Regions from separate parts of the Rattus norvegicus genome. Here region 2 is linked to region 1. A link is a contact called in public Hi-C data. All regions are on one chromosome and are shown on one strand. Each heading gives the region's core, a stretch centred on a gene start, on an enhancer-like site or on the middle of the called end of the contact. The rest is flanking DNA. Distances are from core to core; before and after follow the strand shown. Region 1 overlaps Glcci1 (glucocorticoid induced 1). Region 2 overlaps Ica1 (islet cell autoantigen 1).

The links. A called contact is a pair of places that touch in the nucleus more often than the background predicts.
Region 2: a Hi-C map of the Rat2 cell line shows a contact between it and region 1, with 3 times the contacts expected there. The contact joins two enhancer-like sites. A contact is called at or near these places in 6 of 12 Hi-C or Micro-C datasets (the A7r5 cell line, the Rat2 cell line, frontal cortex and 3 more) and 1 of 1 datasets of contacts at active chromatin or transcription factors (oligodendrocytes).

The regions. Positions count from the first base shown.
Region 1 is chr4:37,295,408-37,298,575 of GRCr8, forward strand. The region is part of intron 2 of Glcci1 (glucocorticoid induced 1); the gene reads left to right. LOC134486727 (a long non-coding RNA gene) reads right to left here. Exons shown (of 3, transcript XR_010066099.1): 3 at 2,719-3,168. Among named protein-coding and RNA genes, the nearest start is that of Glcci1, 23 kb to the left of the region's middle. Within about 2 kb of position 1,569, at least 20 of the 93 cell types and tissues checked have an H3K27ac peak or open chromatin away from gene starts, as enhancers often do.
Region 2 is chr4:37,687,366-37,690,533 of GRCr8, forward strand. All of the region lies in intron 7 of Ica1 (islet cell autoantigen 1), which reads right to left. Among named protein-coding and RNA genes, the nearest start is that of Ica1, 82 kb to the right of the region's middle. Within about 2 kb of position 1,461, at least 25 of the 93 cell types and tissues checked have an H3K27ac peak or open chromatin away from gene starts, as enhancers often do.

The DNA of each region.
Region 1 (3,168 bases), core at 319-2,818:
CTGGTCCCAGATAGAGTTTGAATACTTGTCATATGCTTGCTAGCCAATAGATTCAAAGGTCAATGTGCTTAGCCAATAAGTTTAAACTGTAGCCTTGCTGATGCAACCTATACCCCTAAAAAATATAAAAATTGCTTGTTATAGCCATTTGAGGTTGCCTTCCAGTCACTTGCCACGAGGGGCTGATTGAAAGTCAACCCTAACACACCAGAAAATAAACCTCTTGCATTTGCATCAAACTCTGTTCTTATGTTTCATTTGGGGTGGGGGGGTCTCCCCGTAGTTAAGATTCATCTTGAGCCTTACAATATTATTAATGTTTTTGTAGTAAAACATCATTAGCATTCACAGACTTAATCAACCTCACTGATAAAAATCCTAACCATTATTAGGAATTTTCGTATTTAAAAAGTATAAAGACAAACTTTAAAATTTTTTTGTTGTGGTAAGCTACCTGTTTTGTCATGTCATTCTATAGCCATCTCTTTATGCAATATTTACTTTAGTCTCAGGGCATACCATATGAAAATATTTTGACAAGGTAAGTTCAGTGGTGTGTTTTTCATGATTTTATTAATGCAGTGCCATACTCACGTATTTTATATGTACTATTTACTTTTTTGTTGCTGTGAGAAAATACCACAGCCAAAAGCAAACTTCTAAGAGAAAGAGTTTATTTGGGCTCATATTTCCAGAGGACTAGTTGTCCATAACAGCAGGGAAGGTATGGTAGCCTGAGGCCAGATCAAGAAGCTGAGGGATCAGAAAAGAGAGCAAGGAGAAAGAACTGGAAGTCAGCTGAAACTGTGAACTCCAGTTCCCCATGACTCCCTCCAGCAAGGCTTCAGGTCCGAAACTTCCATAACTTCCCCAAGCAGTCCCACGTGCCGGGCACCCATGAACCTAGGGATACATTTCACCAAAATTATCTAATATATAGTCATATAGGATTTTTAAATTAGCATCTGAACCATGTACATTATAGGAACAAAAAATGGTTGGTTTTGTGTTCTTATCATCTGGCTTCTCAATGAGAAAGTATATGACTTAGAAACAATTTCCTGCTAATATGGGCTGTTCAGATTCAGTTAGATTATCTCCTTATTAGCCTCTATAGACAGTTTCTAAGAGGCCACAATCATTACACTGTTACATCTGAAAATGGCACCCTTCTCCTTTGTTTTTCCACCTGAGAACACCAGGTGTAAAACTAGCTTTAAGCTAGTAGTCCTGCTTAATGTTCACTTGAAATTTCAGGTCCAGGCACAGCCAACGCACTTTACTCGATAACAGGAAGATCTAGAGTAGTCATATACAACTAATTAGTTCATGTTCATTCTTTACAAAGATTCTAAAGCTTTTGGCCATTGTAGATGGCAGAACATGTAGAATACGCATAAAGTGAGGGGATGGGGTTAGTAGGAAAACATCCTTTCCCTTGTGTAACCAGTTTGTATTCAACAGAAGAAGGCAAGAGTTCATTCAGTAATGAAGTTGAAGTAATCCTCCAGGGTACTCAGTTTACACAAAAACAAATTGCAGTTTTCATTTGCATCACTGGGTGGCGATTTTTCACAGTCTTGTGCTACTGTTTAAAAGCTAGTGAGCTTGGCACTGTTTGTAATTACCAAGGCCTTCTTCTGTTATGACACATTTAATTGTACTTTTAACACATTATCTTTAAGTTGATTACAAATTTACTAGTGTAATGTGCAGCCTTGTAGTTATTTTAAATTAGGAAAGGTTTTGCCTAGATGTTGGCAGATAATTCCATCTACTACCAAGGCAAAGGCAATAGCTTATTATGTTAAAGCAAAAACAGAATATAAAATGAAAAGAAGCAGTGTAGATTATTGTTCTTGCCTCCACTAATATTGTTGACCAAATATTGAATATAATTTTAGAGGAGACAGAATGAAATTGGGCAAGCAAACTGTCAAAGAGACAAAAAGAATTGGATTACAATACAGCTGAAACCCATCCCATTCTTTGGTCCATGCAGGCACTTCTTAAAGTAGGGCACAAGAGCTCTCAGTCTCCTTTTAATTAAAGCTATTTTAGTAATTCATAGTAGCTTGGATTTCATCTTTAAGTATTGATATTGAAGTATGTATTTTAGTTTCCCCTTTTTGTGTAGCCTAAATATTAAATTAGATTTTATCGGTTGTCTTAAAGATTCTTTCCTATTATATTCCTTATTCTGGGAATTAAAGCATATACATATAATTCAGTAAGCCTATGTTATTTTTATTTAGGACTTTTAAAAGATATTTTTTGATCTCTATGGTTTTCTTTTTCTTTTTTCTTAAATGAAAACTTAGCTGTGTACAGTGAAAGCATACATCCACATAATGGGGGATAGTAAGTAACTTTAATTCTCTGTGGAGACAAAGGCTTTAATTGTAACAGCAAAGCTAAATAGGTTTTCATTATGTGCTTCCTGTTTTAACTCCTGTTCTTACAAAACAAATGCACAGATTTTTAAAAAGTATTCATAGATTTAAAAAGTAATTTGTTCTTGTCCTTGTATAGTTATAACCAGACAAACTCAAATATATTTAATTTAACATAATGATCTCTCTATATTTTTACTCTTGACCTTTAAATTCCAAAGCAAATGCAGGAGGATTTTTGCATTTAACTTCATTAGGTAATGAAAGTTCTTATTTTCCCAGCCGTGTGTAATGGTTGGAATTTTCACATTATTTGTTACTTAATTCTGGTCTAGCTGATAATCCAACAGAGTTTTAGTCACTGGAGTTCAGGATGTTGAACCTATGTGGGGGTGTGCTGCCCTTCCTATATTGTGATATATAGAGCAAAAAGAAATTAATTATACAGGATATGGGAAAGATGCTAACTATACAGGAAGGAGAGCAAACTCTTGTATTTTAAACAATTGCAGGGAAGCTATTCATTCTTTCTGGGCCCAGGGAATTTGGTTGACTCAAAGGTAGTTTCGGACTCTCCGTCCCTCATCTATTTCTAATTCTTCCCATTAAGGCATCGCTTGGAGAATATGCTGATACTGGGAACCATCACTAAGTTCTCATCAAATGGGCTCTCTGTTTGAACTACTAGGAGTAGCCATTTCCCCCCTGTAGATGAGTTCAGAGGATATGCAGGGTTAAGGAATACTATAGCTCACTCTTTATAATTTAAAAACTG
Region 2 (3,168 bases), core at 211-2,710, 390 kb after region 1:
CTGAGCTCAACTATAAAACCAGCGGTAGCTCGGAGGCCTCCCTGAATCCCCCTGCTAGAGATTCAGTCCGAAGGGCAGGTGGGCAGCTGGCTCTGCAGGGGGGTGGGCGGATCTGCCTTGAGCAGACCAGGAGAGCAGGCGGGGCCGGGCAGGGGGGCTGGGCAGGGGGCCCGGGGCAGCAGCTGCAGGAGGCTCCAGCAGCCTCTGAATGCCTTGGTGGTTCTTAAGTGGATTGTTTCTAAGTTGGGAACTGTCTGTACTTAGAAAGCCGGATTTCAAGAGGTACGGGATCCTATTTCACTTGAAGGCCCACAGTAATGAGGGTTCTTTATTCGTAATGAAGTAGCCACTAATTGGAGGGACAGGCTCGGGAAGCCTGCTGGAATTCTGTACTCCTGGACCAGAATTGAGTAATATTATGCAGTAGCCAGGCAACCCTTTACTTTTGCACAAAATTCATAAAAAAAAAAACCTCTCCTGTGAATGCCTGTCTGACTTTACCGTGTTTATTATTAATAATGATAATAACAGGGTAGCTTATGCTCAGTATTAGGCTGAGGATGGGAATGGAATTCTCAGTTTCCTCAACTTTTTCTCCCCAGCAAGATTTGGAACATTTGGAAAATCCTTCCCTCAGAGTGGGCTGAGAGCCTTTGCATCTGCCCAGTGGAGAAATGGCTCCAGTTTCTTAGGGCTCATCCAAGGGATGAACTTTTCCTTCCTCCTCCTCCTCCTCTTCAGAGAGGCAGAAATATTCCATAGACACAAAAATGCTGTTTAAAGCGAACACAGGAGAAGAAATGTCAACAGAACTGACGAAGTTACCATAGGGAACCGATTACAATAGCCTTTCTGGATTTAATGAAATATGGTCAACTACACTGGAATGTTCTGGTGCCCCCTGGAGGATTCTGAAACCTAACAGGACTGGTTATTTAGTACCTTTCTTTGGATGTCTCTGAAAACCCTAAAGAGGCAGGCAATGTGTTTCTTCTCCCTGGTTCAAACAGACGTAAACCAGCTCAGCCATAGGCAAAGGGACAAAGAAGGCATGAACCCTAACATTCAAATGGCTTTAACCACCATACGTTTGTCGTTAGAAATGGAGGCTCTTGGATCAGGAGAAGAGCCTATTTTTTGTTTTGATTTTGGTGTGGTGCAACCCCACCCCCCGAGAAGAGCCTATTTTTGGCTCGTGAAGTTTATACGTCCAACGGTGCAAAGTTCACAGTTGCATGTGTGATCTCTCAATTTCTGGGCTGAGTGTTTAGTGAACAAGGAAGTTTGCTTCTGCGAGTCTTGCTTTGTCTAGTGCAGGAAAGTTAAACATTCTGGAAAGTTAAACATTTAGCTTCTAAATTTTTACTGCTCTGGGAATCCTCAGGGACATGACTCCAGTATGTCGATGACGAAATGGCCGTCAGCGTTGTTTACTCCATAGTCACAGAACAGCCCGCAGATGTGAGGAACCATTGTGTGACTCCAGTGTGCATTCAGGATTATAGCTGCCATCTGCCCTCCACCCTAACTTACCCTGCGAGATCATTACATGGGTGTATAATATGACTGACACCATCCACTCTTAGCACAGTCTGAAAGAGTGCGCCAAGACTCACCAAACTTGCAAAGAGCTATGTCAACACACCAGTAAACTATATCACAATGCTTACAGTATGACTACAGTGTTTATTTTATAATACTGCCGGACTCTGTATTAATGCACTATCTTCTAACAACTTTAATATCAATTGCTTTTATTCTTTTGTGTGTCTAATGCTTATTTCCTGAACTCAAATATTAAAAGGAATATTTTAAAATTCACCCCATGAGGTCATCAAACATGATTTCAGACTTCCAGAGGGGATGGAAGAATTCTTTGTGTCCCTGGATACCTTCCTCCTGGCTTTTAAAATGGGTACATTCAGTACATTGGTCATTTCCTTATCTAAACACAGAGTGAGAAGAGTGGGAATTCTGAATAATTTAAAAGTTGCAAAAACTCAAATAATTTCTTCTGAAGTCAGGGATAAGATAAGTGGAAACATTTTTATTCAGTGTAGTTCTTAAGAATTTAGCAAAATAAGGAAAGATAAATACACAAGATATACAAACAGGAAGTCACATTTTCCCTGTAGATGATATGACTTTATATTTAAATAACCCTAAAAGACTCAGTCAGAAAATTCTTTTAGCAGGATACCAAATTACCATTAAAAACATCAGTAGTTTTTCTACATAACAGTAATCAACACGATGAAAAAGAGAGGTGGTGAAAACGATCTTTTTCACAATGGCTTAAAAAATAAAGTTAAATAAAACATCTAGGAGTAAATCAAAACAAAATAGTTTGAAGCTGTCAAAGAGCAATTGAAGAAGACAGTAGAAGATCAAACGACTTTCATATTTATGCTACAACTAATTATGTAAAGTTAGCTACATTACTAAAAGGGATCTACAGATTTAATGTAATCCCTATCAAAAGTTCAATGACACTCTTTATAGGTATGAAAAGTCAATTATTAAAAAACAAACAAACAAACAAAAGCAGGGGCTGGAGATGGCTCAGTAGGTAAGAGCTCTGACTGCTCTTCCAGAGGTCCTAAGTTCAATTACCAGCAATCCCATGGTGGCTTACAACCATCTATAATAAGATCTGATACCCTATTCTAGTATGTTTGAAGAGAGCTACAGTGCACTTACATACATAAAATAGATAGTTTTTTTTTAAGCAAATTGAAAAAAAATCCTGACATTCATATTAGGACACAATACCCTACAAAAAATAAATCCATCAGTAGGAAACAATGCCAGAGTTTTAGGTTGATGTCTATATGCAGGTGAGGGCTGGCACAAGTTAGGTCAAGGTCATGATTGGACAGTAAAAAAATGAGGTGGGGACAAGGCTTTTGTAAGGTGGGAGAGGAAAAGGAGGGGAATCAAGATGGAGACGGAGAAGGACGACCCAGATCTGGGTGGTCTTGGATTGCTAAGGTAGTTGGGATGGATTTCTGGAGGCAAATTTATCTTATCTAGGTGGGCAGCTTATATCCTTATCAATTAGCTGTGAGTTTATTGTGTGGATGTATTGTGGATTGAGAATTTAACATACAAATCTGATTGTTGGGTTGCAGTTTGTTGAGTCTTGATTTTAACGGGTTGTCGGGAGTT